2 separate regions of the Ovis aries genome follow, and region 2 is linked to region 1. The links are chromatin contacts, called in public Hi-C maps. All regions are on one chromosome and are shown on one strand. Each heading gives the region's core, a stretch centred on a gene start, on an enhancer-like site or on the middle of the called end of the contact. The rest is flanking DNA. Distances are from core to core; before and after follow the strand shown. Region 1 overlaps UBE2D2 (ubiquitin conjugating enzyme E2 D2). Region 2 has its middle 41 kb from the start of CXXC5.

Evidence for each region. Hi-C and Micro-C count contacts between places; a contact is called where the count stands out from the background.
Region 2: a contact with region 1 is called in a Hi-C map of hypothalamus, with 3 times the contacts expected there. The contact joins two enhancer-like sites. A contact is called at or near these places in 7 of 16 Hi-C or Micro-C datasets (blood, hypothalamus, mixed tissues and 3 more).

Annotation. Positions count from the first base shown.
Region 1 is chr5:48,492,629-48,499,529 of ARS-UI_Ramb_v3.0, forward strand. It overlaps UBE2D2 (ubiquitin conjugating enzyme E2 D2), which reads left to right. Exons shown (of 7, transcript XM_027970300.3): 7 at 1-98. Among named protein-coding and RNA genes, the nearest start is that of CXXC5, 15 kb to the right of the region's middle. Within about 2 kb of position 4,298, at least 8 of the 54 cell types and tissues checked have an H3K27ac peak or open chromatin away from gene starts, as enhancers often do. A contact at or near this core is called in hypothalamus, where this site is marked.
Region 2 is chr5:48,548,519-48,555,419 of ARS-UI_Ramb_v3.0, forward strand. No RefSeq gene overlaps it. Among named protein-coding and RNA genes, the nearest start is that of CXXC5, 41 kb to the left of the region's middle. Within about 2 kb of position 4,208, at least 11 of the 54 cell types and tissues checked have an H3K27ac peak or open chromatin away from gene starts, as enhancers often do. A contact at or near this core is called in hypothalamus, where this site is marked.

The DNA.
Region 1 (6,901 bases), core at 3,048-5,547:
CATGGCTGATGTGCTTTAGCCGTCAGCTTCTTTCAAATGCATCTTTACACTCTTGCACACAAATTGAGGAATAAATGTCCACTGCTTTTGGTTTTAAACTTGTTTGTCTTATCTCTCAGTGTCACTATATCTCAGAACTAAAGTGTGATACACCAAACCTTTTAAAGTGCTGCATTTTAGCTGCTGGGTGCTTATTAGTATTTCTAGTATCCTTGATTTTGCGAAGGTTTGACTGTTAATAATTGTGGGTAAAGGAGTTAGAATTGAGCTCTAACCTAGAATTACCCTCATTCTCAGTATCATGGGTAAGTGGGAATTCAATTTTTGACTGTTGACCATGGATTAGTTATACAGATCCTGAAAGCCTCATTCTGTGGTCATCTTAGAGACCAGCCAGCTTATTACCATTTATTAGGCCACAACATAGATATTTTTACAAGAGTGCTTACAAGTCAAGTGTAAAGTAAAAGTCATTGTCCTGATGTTCAGGTGCTGAATGAAACATTAGGCCTTTGAATGCAATTGCTCTTGCTCATTTGAGGTTGGAACATATATTGTTAAGTTTGGTTGTATATTCCTTGGCCAGAATGAAGGCTTAATGAGGGAGACCATCTTCCCCACTCACAAAAAACAGTGTGTCATTTGGGATGGGTCTCATCTGGGATCACGTTGCTTTTTATAGAACTGTCTCTAGTTTTATCACAAAAGCTTGTTTGCAGTAGATTTGATTATCTTGGTGAGGCATTGGTAATAAGGGAATGTCAAGTGTATGGCTTGCTTTGCCTTTTTTTTTTAAATTGAAATATAGTTGGTTTACAATGTTGTGTTAGTTTCAGGTATACAGCAAAGTGATTCAGTCGTACATATATATTTATTTTTTCAGATTCTTTTCCTTTACAGGTTATTATAAAATATTGAGTATAGTTACCAGTGCTGTATAATAGGTCCTTGTTGGTTATCTGTTTTTTTATATAGTGGTGTGTATATGTTAATTGCTTTGCTTCTCAACAAAATGGAACGCTTGATCAAGTTATGGTTGAAGCAGTCTCTTTAAGTAAAACTACATGATTTCAGATACTCACATACTCTGTTACTGGCCAGTGGCCATTGTCCGCTAGTTTCTACATTTTGGGTAATGTAAAGATTTGGAAAGAGGACTGTTGGGTAGGGGAGTGGCAGGGAGGTCTGTAAGAGAGAAGGATATGGTAGTCAAAGAGAGGAGTCCATGTTCTCTGCACTAACTTAGCAAATAAAGCACTCCTTTTCTGCTTCCAGCAACTATAGTATTCCACTTTTCCAATCATTCCTCTTTGCCTCAACAAGTTATTTTGAGCCCTATTGTGAGGAGAAATGAATTATTTCTAAACTACAATTGAAAAGCCCATAAACTGCCCCTTGACTGCAATTAAAGTGAAACTGGCCTTGTCTCATATGCTGTACCATACCCCTTAATAAATCCAGGGGGTAGGTTTTAGTGGAAGAATTTTCTTGAGTTCCTAGGTCTTCTGAATTATGAACACATCTTTCCTTCCTTCCTACTTAGGAATAGCATCTTTGTTACCCCTGCAGAAAATTGTCAGTCATGTTAGGAACTTGTCTCCTTTTGATTCCATTTGTGAAACAGTCTTTAAGTGATGGGTTATTCCAGTATGTATGGTGTTATATAAGAGAAAGCAGATTTTTTTAAAAAAAATTTGATGATGCAAAACACAAATGCTGATTTGACATAATATTCACATAAAGCTTTTTCTCGCACATTAATAACAGATTTGTAAATCCCAGGGGAATTGTTATAATCACTATATAAAACATACTATATTAGCATTTCAAAAGTTTTTTCCAACCCATTTCTTCTTTATAGTCTAAAACATCTTCACCATATGTAATAAGATAGAGCCACAAGAAGTTGGAGGTACCCAAGACCATTCCAACTTTCCGCCAGTCAGTTTGTCATGTGATAGCTCCCAAACATAGAACTTTGAATGTGCTAAAAAGCCACTCAGGATCCTGGCTGGGCCGGCAGCCTGGAGAAGTGTGGAGAAAGCAGATTTTTAATGTGAGAATAACTATGAAGGTAGCAGTCTATCAGAACATACATTCATATCCACCCAAGAAGAGAAATAGACTTCCTTTGGGACACTCCTAGAGCCTGTTCCCTATTTCCTTATTACTTTTGTGTGCACTTAGATGAAAAGTGGCTCTGAGTTCCCAGTACTGAACTCAGTTTCAGTACTCAGTTTCTTAAAAACCTTTTCCTAACCTAACCCCCAGCCTTCTCGATCTTCCCAATCCAGGGATTGAACCCAGGTTTCCCACACTGCAGGTGGATTTCTTTACTAGCTGAGCCACAGGGGAAGCCCCCAGCTAATGTAAGTGGTTGCTATTGAGGCCCCTCTGAGTATATCCAGGCCAGTTCTTGGGATGGGCCTAGAAATAATGAAAACTGGCCATGGGATCACTTTGTTAGAGTGATCCCAAAACAAATACATTCCCCCATTGTTGTCATATTTTACCCTAATCAATATAAGCAGAAAAACTCAAAGACTGAGACTGTACAACTTTAAGGCCTTTGGCTTCAGTGTAACACAGTCACCAGCCAGCTTTGCCCTTTCTCAGTGCCTGTTCCAGGGCTAGTTAAAGAAGAGGTAGAGTCGGACATTTCTGTGACAAGTGATTACTTTTCATCTTTGAATTTTTTGTGGAGCTGCATCTTAACCAGAGCAAACTTCAGATGCCTGTCTTCAAACTGCCTCTCATCAGATGAAGAACGATATGAAGGTCTTATCACCAGAATAGCAGTTTAATAGTTTTCCGCTGCGTGGGGGTTTGTTTACAACCTCCAGTGTGAGTTGTTAGTAGAATGGCCTTTTCCGGGGCTGGGGTTCCTGATGACCTGACGGTGCACACTGAAAACAAATGGTTGATCACTTGGCAAAGTGAAGAAAAAGTTACTAAGTGCCCAGGTCAGGCCTCCGGTGATGGATGTCCAAAGAAGAGCAGTGCCCGCCTTAGTGTGCTGTGTTCCTTTTCAGACTTCTCTAAGGATATGAGCTGAGACAGCAGCCATTTTCCCAGGCACCTCACTTCTTGCCCTGAGTCACTTGTTCTCCTATTTGAATTTCTTCCTAAATACTTAGGAATCTTGATTCTTAAAGGATACTCCCCTACCATAAATTGTAGGGCCTATTAGAGAACAAGAATTACGAGTAGGGAGGGTTTGGCCAGCTTTTTCACCCTTGATTTTCCATAGGAAATGAAGGTAGCTTTGGAAGCTCCATAGCTGCTGCTGCCTAGACCATCTGACTTGGAGGTTTCTAGAAACAATACACAAATACAAACTGACAATTGGGCTCCAGAGCCAGCTCAGGGGTGAGATGTTCCATGCTTGAGTTAGCAAATCTAGATTAACTCCCTGACAGCTGGGGCATGGGATCTACCTCCAGCTAATTGAGGGGCTACTGGTTCTTCTGGGCAGTGTCCCCTCCACCTACATTCTACATCTCTGCCGTCTTTGAATGGTGTGGCTGCTTGCAGGGTGTTGAAGTAAAAGTTGGAAGATGGCATTTCAGAGATGCCCAGGACTTTCAGTCACCTGCTACAGTGTAACAGAAGGAACCAGGGGAACGAAGGCTTTCTGAGATCTGCCAGAGAAGTTGAGCTTTGTCAAAGAATGGCTCTGGGTCATCTAAGCCTGGCCCTTCTTTGGAGGGGGCAAAGAGCATAAGACAGAGTAAGGGGAAGGTTCTGCTGATGCTGCTAAGTCACTTCAGTTGTGTCCAGTTCTGCAACCCCATGGTACCCCAGCAGGCTCCCCTGTCCCTGGGATTCTCTAGGCAAGAACACTGGAGTGGGTTGCCATTTCCTTCTCCAGTGCGTGAAAGTGAAGTTGCTCAGTCGTGTCTGACTCTTAGCGACCCCATGGCTGTAGCCCACCAGGCTCCTCTGTCCATGGGATTTTCCAGGCAAGAGGACTGGAGTGGGGTGCCATTGCCTTCTCCAGTTTTTTAACTTCCAAGCTGGATAGAAAGGATCCTTCAAGTTTGGGGTGTAAATTTTGGGAAGATTTGGCAGAATTTCTTTGTGATTTCTCCTCTTAACACCGTCCCTGGGTTCTTCCCTGCTTATCCTGTCCCCTGCCACCCTCTAACTTTAACTAACAGTTGAGTAGGTTTAAGTTTCTGTGCCCTCAGATGGAGGAGGTGACTGAAAGGGGCTTTTGCTTGGGTAGAGAGTGAGCTGTCTGAGTGGATGCTAGTACCTGAGTTGCCAGCAGAGGGCAGTGGTGACCTATAGCTATAACAGTCATGAAGTGGGTGGTCAGTAAATCTGCTTGGACAGAACCTGGGAGGGGCTTTTGTTGGGCTGGGGAGGCCTGTTTGGGCTTGGCTTTGTTTACAGATTATCCAGAACTGGGTGGCCCGGTGCCTAGCTCAGTTACGCTCCATCATAGCCTTAATCACAGTAAGGAAACAGGTTAGTATTCTAGCCCAAGGTCTGCCAGAAGTATCAAGCCACCTTTTCCCCTCAGCATTGGTATAGTAGCTATGTGCATGTGTGTGGACAGGTTTGTAAGGACCAGGCCAGGGCCTTTGCCACCTAGCTTTAGGTTGCATGGGCACAAAGACCTGTCTGTTACTTCATGTGAATAAAGGGACCCCATATTTCTAGTACTTCTCTGCCTGGTGCCTACCATTAACCTTTCCCCAAAGATTAGGCAGTCCCTATGACTAGCCAACTAGTCTTGCCTGCCTACCTACTCTGGGCAACCAGGACATGACTTCATACCTGAGAGATGGAGGCTGAGGACAGGAGGAACAGAGCTGGGAGTGGTAATAAGACCTGGGAAATATTATTCCCTTGTCCTTTTCAATCTTATCTTGTGTTTAGGGGCCCCAGTCCCCAGTCTTCCAGCCCAACAGCTGTGAGCCTCCAGGGCCACTACCCGGAAGCCAGCTGCCTCTTCTTGGGGAATTCTTTGAAATTCCAGGCTTAGCCATCTGGGTATGCAAATAACTCCAGATTTGCTGAACCCACCAAGTGGTTGCACCCTAGGCAGAGCTGTGAGAATTTAACTGCTACTATCCCCAGATGGGGAAAACTGCCTAGGGGCTCTTGGTGCATGGAACCTATGCTTTTACCTATTGTGAGACTCTTAGAGTGGCAGAGAGGGGAGTCCTGGGGGTTCCCTAGGTCCTGCTTTAATTACTAACTGTATAAGGGATTTTGCATCCAAAGGGTGAGTTGGGAGACCCTTGGAGTCCTCCTGGAGTGTGAAGCTCTCAGCTTCCAGCTCTCAGCCCTGGAATAAGGAGGGAAACCTTGGGTCTGGTGTGGCTGAAAGGATGGGGACTATCTACAGGGAAAGCTTCTGACTTCCTACCATGCTAGATCAGGGAATAGAACTAGCTTAAACAGCCCAGAGTAAGGCCAGCAGTCTGGCCCCCAGAATGCCTTGCTTTCTCTCAGGCCTCCCCCTGGGGCTGGTTATCTGGCTGTAGCAGGAGGAATGTGTGCTCTGAGTGGGGAAGGGGGGTGGCGGCAGGGTCAGGGCAGAAACCTGGGAATGTGGACTGCCTGCCACTGTCCCTGTTGGAGGGAGGGAGCCATGGAGAATGTGGCTGACAGGCCCCAGGCGTGGGAGAGTGTAGGCCTGCTTGTGTGTGTGTGTGTGGGAGGGGGCTGCCCATGTGTGTAGGAACTTGTGAGAGTGTGAGAGAATTGTGAGCATGGACATTCCTTAGTGTTTATGCATATGGGTGTGAGCCTAAACTGTAGCCTTTGAGAAACAGAAGTCAAATCCGGATTTGAATCACAGACCCATAACTTTTCAGTTGTATATTCTTGGGCAACAAATTTCTCTCTCTGTTTGGTTTTCTCATCTAGAAAATGGGTACTTGACCCAACCTGGCCCATAGCAATGCTTGGTGGAAAATGGCCTTAACATATTAAAGGGTTGGAGCTGCCTGTGAATGCTCCTGGATTCAGGGAAGTTGGCCTAGGTAGTTGCACATCTTTGCTGGACTCCTATACAAGCCAGAGGATTTTGAGCAGGACCATCTCCCAGGAAACCCAGGGACTTGGGGCATGTTGTCTGGGCCCCTTTGAGGCCTATACCTTACCCATTTGGGCAAGGCCTGCAAAAATTTACCCAAAAAACAGGCATTTAGATGGACATGCCTAGCCAGCCTGTGTGTCCCTGTACAGGGTCTGTGTCTGTTTCTTTTGGGGAACAAATGAGGGGTCCAGCTACCCTTTCTAGTGGATAAAAACCTGGAATGGAATGCTGGGAAGAGCAGCCTCCAGCCACCTGGGAGTGGGGATGATGTGGATAGAGGCCAGACCTCCCCCACAACTGTTTCTCCATCCTACCTGGAGGAAGCAATAAGGGTTGAGAGGTAATTGTAGCACTGCCCATAGCCCAGGATCCTTGGTTTCCTCCATCCTAGGTCACAGGCTACCTAGTGGTTCTGCAGCTCTTAAAGAGTGCCTGTGTGTGTATATGCACGTGTGCAGGAGGAAGGGAAATACCTGCTCTGGAAGGGGAGCAGGTATTGGAATTTGGACCAACTGGCAAGATTTGGGATCCAGGCACAGAGGTTGAGGGATTAGTCAGATACACAGCCAGACAAGAGAATGTTTGAAGTCTTTCCTGGTGGAACAGTTACGGGGTGCTCCCTGGCTGCAAGGGATTACTGGAAGCCCCTGGGAGGGCCAAGGCCTTAACTGGAGGAAATGAGGGCTCCAGCCCAGCTAGCCCTACAACTGGAACCACAGGAGTGGCTTGTAAGGCTGTGTTGAAGGATCTTCACCTTGTTCCTACACACATGTACCACTAGGAAATGGTGTCTGGGGGTTGGGGGTTGAATTTTTTAATCTGGGGCCAGCCCTCTTTCCTGATTTA
Region 2 (6,901 bases), core at 2,958-5,457, 56 kb after region 1:
CTAAAGCCCAGCCACCCCAACTCCAATCTCTGCACAGAGTGGCCTAGCTGCTGCCCCAGCCCTGGACCCTGCTCCCACATGTCAGCCTCTTTCTTTTTTAAATATTATCTTTGGTCACACCTTGCAGCTTGTGGAGGTCATAGCTCCCCAACCAGGGACTGAACCTCAGCCCCAGTGCTGGAAGCACTGAGGGACCCCCGGCCCACCAGGGGATTCCCTGTCTGCCTGCTTCTCTCTGGCTCTGTGTCTTGGTGGTCCTTGCTTGCTTCTGATTCCGTTTTCTGTGTTTCATCAGCTTGCCATGAAGTTCTTAGAGGCGGGCTCCCCTGTGGAGCTGAGTGTCCAATTCCCCTCCCTGGGGGTGCCCTCAGCTCCCTTATGCTACAGTTGGGAGCCTGACCTCCTGGTGACCTGAGAGCTTTACCTCAAGTACCCTGTACCCCCACTTGGATGGCAGGGGGTGGTTGGAGAGGCTAGAAGTGAGCGCACCTGGGGCTGGAGATAAAGCCAGCCTCCATGTAGCTCTGTGTGTGTATGTGTGTGAGAGAGAGAGAGAGAGATGCTTCAAGGCCCTGACAACCAGGTGAGGTCTTGAACAGCAGTGTGGCTATACGTGAGACTGAGACATTATGAAAATGGGTCTGTGCAGTGTGTGGTAGGCTGATGTGAGGCCTCATGTGGCCATGGATTAGAATGGGGTGTCAGCGGCCCCACACTTTGGGATGTCCTGTGACACTGCATGTATAATCCTGTGACATTGTTCAATCCTGTAACAGACCCAGTGTGATACCAGGTTGTACAGCTGAACGTGTGGTACTGGATATGCGACACGTACTGTATGGGACACACGACCCTGAGACAGGATTCTGGGTGGTTCTCTGCGGTTTGCGATGCCGTGCCTGTGTGGCCATCTTGGGTGCGGCCCTGGGACTGGTACCAGGATTCTGTGTGAGTGTGTGCTGCCAGCCTGTGATCGTGCTGTGACCTTGTGACGCTGCCTGGGTGTGTGCTCATGACATTGTGTGTCGGTGTGCACCTGGGCTCCCCTCGGTGATGCTCACGTTACGCGCCATGTGTCTTTGTCTACAGCATTTCCTGGGTCTCTGCCCTGACAGCCGTGCCACTCTGGGGACAGAGCGAGGGCCCTGGCAGCCCCTCTTACCCCAGCCTGGCCCTGAGGCCCAGTCTGGGCGGGGGAGCTGGCGTGGGGGCAGCAGGCACAGTTCCCACGGCCACCACAGCCCCTCTCCCAGCCCCACTACCGCCGGCTTCAGCTCTGCAGAATATCCTGGCAACCCCAGCCTCTTTGTTCTCTGTGGCCGCCAAAGGCCTCTCCCCACCCCAGCCTGCCCAGAGCCTGCCAGGCGCCCCCTCCCCCCCACAGCAGTGGGGTTTGGCCTGACCTAGTCCCTTGCTGCCCTTATCCCCTACTCAAACTGGGGCCCCTGTTTCATGCCCTGAACCTGACTCAGCATGCCAGACTGGGCCTCTGACCCCCTGCTGTGAGCCTACTGTCCTTGTGCAGGAAGGAAGCAGGATAGCCCCTGTAATATACTGGGTGACTGTGGGCCAGGAACTAGGCGCTCTGTCTGGGTACTTCTCCTTGGCCCAAGGCTAGTTGGAGGCTGTCTTCAATCTGGGATGGTTTCAATTTGTTCAATAAATTTGCTTCTTTGGCTCCAGAAAATCATCAGGATAGAGATGATCTATTTTACAGATGAGCAACTGAAGCCCAGAGAGAGTTGCAGACACACCCAAGTCACAGAGCAAGATGGTAAAGGGACCTGATTAGAACTTGGACTCCTGGCTGTCAGATGCTTGTGCCAGGCCTCTGGGAGGATCACTTGCTGCCATGGATGGGAAAGAAGGCAGGGCCTGGGAGTCTGAGTCTAGACACATAGGTTCTTCCCTCTTCTTGGTCACTATGTGTCAAAGCCACATTCTGTGTGTGTGTGTGTGCCCTTGTGGATGACCTCAGCTAAATGCCCTTGCCTCTCTATTCCCAGGAAAAAAGGGCAACATAACCAGGGACCATAGGGGGAGGCACTCGGTGGGGTGCTTTGCAGAGCAACAAGGTCACCTCATGGTGCCAAAACCCATAGCACCTCCAACAGGGACATGGGGCTACTGGGCCTGGAGGCAGATTCTGCTGTGGGGCCCCAGTCTCTACTCCCAGAGCCAGCCCAGCTCTGCTGTCACAGAGGCGGTGGTGGTGGCCCCATGGCTCTGCTGCATTCAAGGCCACTTCGGCCTGACCCGATTGCAGCCCCAGCTCCCACTCCCTCCAGGTGCCGGAGATGGATGGATGGAGGTCACTGTTCGCTTGGCCCTGGCCCCCACCACCCACCCACCCACCACCTTGTACTGACGACAGCCAAGGTCGGGGAGGAGCAGGCAGCCACCAGCATGTTATTAATACAGACCTTGACCTAGGCACCCTGCAGGCAGTTAAGCGACACAGAGAGGCCCAGCTGCCCCCCAAGCTCACACAGCCCTGCAAGGAATCCTGTCCCCCGAGGTCTACATCTCCCCCGAGGGCCCCTTGAGGGCTCCTCCTGCCACACCGAGTGGAGAATGGCTGGGGAAGATAGAGGGGGTATGGGAGGGTCCCCCGAGGCCATCGACCCAGCTGCCAGAGCAGACACTTTCATCTCTCTTCGCCTGTCGACCTGCCATCCCTCAGCGGCATTAAATTCCCCTCCTGCCAGAGAACAAGGGCTGCCTCAGATTCCAGGCAGCAGGGCGTGAAGATGGGGTGGGCCCAGGGGAGGGGAGCCAGGCCCTCCAGGGCTCCGGCCTGGGCTGGGGGCAGGGCTTGGGCTGGGCTCTGGCGGCCAGCAACAGGTCCAGATGTAGTCTGTTTCCGGCAACCTTCTCCTCCCTGACTGATGCCTTCCTCCCCTTTCAGGTGCTACCTCCTCAGGAGCTTTCTTAACCCTGCAGGCCATGTCTATTGTCCCAGTGCCACCCCCATCACTGCTGACCACTCTGGGTGACATGGCCTGGCTTCAGGGCTGTGTTCTGCAGCTCAGTGAGGCGTCACTGGCACCAGAAACCTTCCATGGACTGAATACACACATTATCTCCTCTTTCTGGGCACGTTTTCCCTCTTGTGTGTTTCCAGCTCTAGTTGACGTACCAGTCACAGGTGAGGGGAAACGTACCAAAAAGAGCCCTCTTTTCCCAGCCTGCTGGAAACTGCAGATTCTGCATCTCTGCCCTGGTCAGAGGTGCTGATGACATCGCCGCCTCACAAGAGGCAGAGCTTGTTGCCTGTGTGCCAGGCATTGGGTCAGTCCATTGCATTTACCAGCTCACTCCATCCTCACAACCCTGTGAGGACAGCAATGATCAGTTATCCCATTTTCTAGATCAGAAAGTTGAGTTTCAGAGAGGCAGAAGTAGAGAGACATACACAATGTCACAAAGCCAGGTTCCTCTGCTTTCAGATGATAAATACCTGGTGATGCCTCAGGCTTTGGCTGGAAGAACCCCCCCACCCCCACCCCACATGTTGCCTGTGATCCTGCGCAGATGCGGGATTAGGGTCAGACATTACTTACTTAAACTTTTCTGCACTTTTTGACTATTTTTTTAATTTTATTTTTTTTTTCCCAGTAAATATGTATTGCTTTTCAAATCAGAAAGCCCAATAAAGTTCTCTAACCAAAACTTCTTAGGCCCAGGAAGGTTTGGAAACAAAGAGCACAGTGTGGAGTGAGGGTGGGGGGATGAGAAGGGAGCCCAGGATCACAGACCCCTCCCCTGGAATGACAAGATCAGGTATAGGGGCCCCGAAGTGGCTGCAGCCTGAATCTGCAGAAGCCTCCGCCCTTCCACACACCCCCGCCCCTCCCTGACCTGTCCCCATCACCCTCCTAGCCGCTCACCCAGCTCTGAGGCTGCCCAGGAAGGGGCACCGCCTGTGGCTGAGTTGGCTTGGCTGCAGTGGGATCCACAGGCAGCTGCCAGGGTCCGGGGGGAGTGACTGCGAGGGTGAGGGCAAGGGCAGTGCCCGCTGCCGCTGTTGATAAGGCGACGGAGCCCTGGGGAGCGAGGACGCAGTGAAGCCATGGAAACAAGGCTGAGGTGTGAGGCTGAGGCTGGCTCAACCACTTCCCCCAGGTGGCCGCCTCCCAGGCCTGGCGGGGCCCCAGCGAGACAGGTCCACTGGCTCCCTGACCCCGGGGACCGGCTTCTAGCAGGCCGCTGGGTAGGCTTGATGTCACCCCAGCCCTCTTTCCCCAGGGCCAGGCTGGGGTCAAGCCTTGGGCCTGAGTGGGGAGGGCTGGGGACAGGGGCAAGGGTGCTCTGAGCCCTTGGCTCCAAACCCCCCTGACCCCTTCAGTCCCTCCCACTTTCCACCACCCCCTCCTCTCCTATGAATCTGTGTGCATTATTTACCTTAAGCATTTTGATAAATCATAATAGGAGAGACATCTGCCGTCAAAACTGCAAACTGCATTTGGGGCTCAGCTGTCGGTTGAGGGCTAGAGGCTAGGGGGTGCACCAGCTCTGGTGGTCTGAGGGGGATAACACAGACACCCCCTCCTTCCCCTCATCTAGGGCTGAGCCTTGAAGGGGACACAGGCCCCATTATTTGGGACCCCCTCCTCACCAGCTGCTGACCACGAAACCTTCCCAAGGAGTCTATCTACTCCCCCCACCACCCCTGCCTGCCTCCCTCTGCCTCAGAATTAATGCAGCCGTGACAGCGGCTGAGAAGTCCCCGGAGCGGAGATTAACTCCCGGGGCAGCGCGGGCGGGGTTGACCATGGGAGGCTGAGGAGTAGGGGGCTGACGCACAGGCCTCACAAGATTAATCGCCCTGCAGCCGGCTTCATCACGAGGGTGCCCAGTGCTCCAACCCCCACCCCCAGGAGGGACGCTGGGTCCTGTGTTAGGAGCCCGCCCTGCCTCCTGCAGCCCCTGTGGTTCTGACGAGTGGGAGGATTTGAGAAGCCAAGACTGAGTTCTTTCTCATTTTCTCTTCCCTTCCTTGTGGCCTTTGGGGATCCTGAGGACCAAGCAGCAATCCTGGGGCCTCTTTCCCTCCTCTGTTCCCAGCTTGGCTCAGCAGCTGGGAGAGGCGGGGCTCTGACCCTTGCCTGTCTACCTACCACCTGCTAGACCCCACTGATCCCAAAAGCAGAGCTGAGGGGTTGGGGGGTGCTCAAAGAGGGGTGTAATGGATCTGTTTGTCCTAGGCCTGCTGGGCCTGTGGTCCAGCTAGCCCCTTTGACCATCTTGGTGGGTCTGTGGAGACAATGGAGGGAGGGCCATCCCCAGCAGAAACGGTGAGATTGCTGGTTAATACAGCGCTCGGGGCAGGGGCCTGGGTTTTGGGCTTCCTCGGCCAGTTGTCTTTCAGGGGTTGCTGCCAGTGGGACTGAGGTTAGATATGGGAGTACAGTTTCCTAAGCAGGCAGAACCTAAGGGATGCTGAGCTGTGGTTGGCATCCACCTTGACTCTGTAGGTCCAGCTGGAGAACTCTCTTCTCTGTACCCCCTGCCCTGGATGCTCCCATCACAGCCCTGCTGAGATCAGACTGAATGAACCCTCCTCTGTTCACTTGCTGGTCTTCCCAGCTAGAAAGTAAGCTCCAAAGGGGACAGGCTTGTCTACCTGGAACATGTTAGGTACTCAATAATGTGGAATAAATAGCTGAAGTGGAGGTAGAGAACATGGGGTGTGTGCGTGCGTGTGTACCTGCTCAGTCATTCAGTCATGTCTGACTCTTTGCAAACCCAGGCTCCTCTGTCCATGGGAATTTCCCAGGGAAGAATACTGGAGTGGGTTGCCATTTCCTCCTCCGAAGGATCTTCCCGACCCAGGGATCGAACCTGAGTCTCCTGTGTCTCCTGCACTGGCAGGCAGATTCTTTACCACTGTACCACTTGGGAAGCCCAGAGAACATGGGGTGGCCCTCTATATACAAGGAGTTGGAAAAGGACCTGGATCTCAGCTGGAGGATCCCAACTGCAAGGTCACAGGCTGGTGACTGCCAAGAGGGGCCCCCCAGAGAAAAAGGGACTTGCCTCGAAGCTGACTCTCACAGGCTGCATACCCTTCTACAAGAAGCTTCTCTCTCTTGGCTTTGCTTCCCAGAGATACTCTGAGAATGGAATGAGACATCTTGGGTGATGTCCTTGTTATCTCTCAAGCCTTGTGTCCCCCAGTGAACAAAAGATCTATGTGGATGGGAAAAGCCAAGAAGGCTTCTTAGAGGAGGGGTGAGTAGAACTGAGCCTTGAATGACTGTGTTGCTTACCTAGGAGACTTAGAGATTCAAGCAGTGAGGAGACCACACTGCGCAGAGCCAACAAGACTGTGGTGTCAACCTCAAGCTCCAGGATGAGTGAACTGTGTTTTGTTCCAGGCACAGTGGGAGCCAGTGATGGTTCTGGAACCTGGACAGTCTGAAGGAACTTAAGTCTGCAATGAGGTATTCCATTCAACCGGGGTTTGTAGGACAAATTCCCAACCGCATTCTGGACCCCTGGGGCTGGGCTAGAGAGTCAGCAAGAGAACATGATCATGCTACTTACCAGGCCCCTTCCCAAGGAAACGTGCTCTTAATTAGGAACTAGGGGGCTGGGCTTCCCAGAAGTGACCTATCTGTTCTGGGGCCTTGACCACTCATTACAGTACGGGGAACCCAAGTTGCAGAATGGCCAGGTTAGAGAGCTTCAGGACCTGTTCACATCCTGGGGACATCTGGGTCCCAACTCCTATCCCCCAAACCTTAGCCTTGAGGCAGCAGAGTCCTGGGCTGAGAGGCAGGGGGCTAGGACTTCCATCCAAGCTGTAACCTGGTAGCTGGCTTTGTGATCACGCGATCAAAGGTGTAACCAGTCCCCCTGTCTAGTCTTTCCAATGGATGCAAAGGAGTCCTTTCCA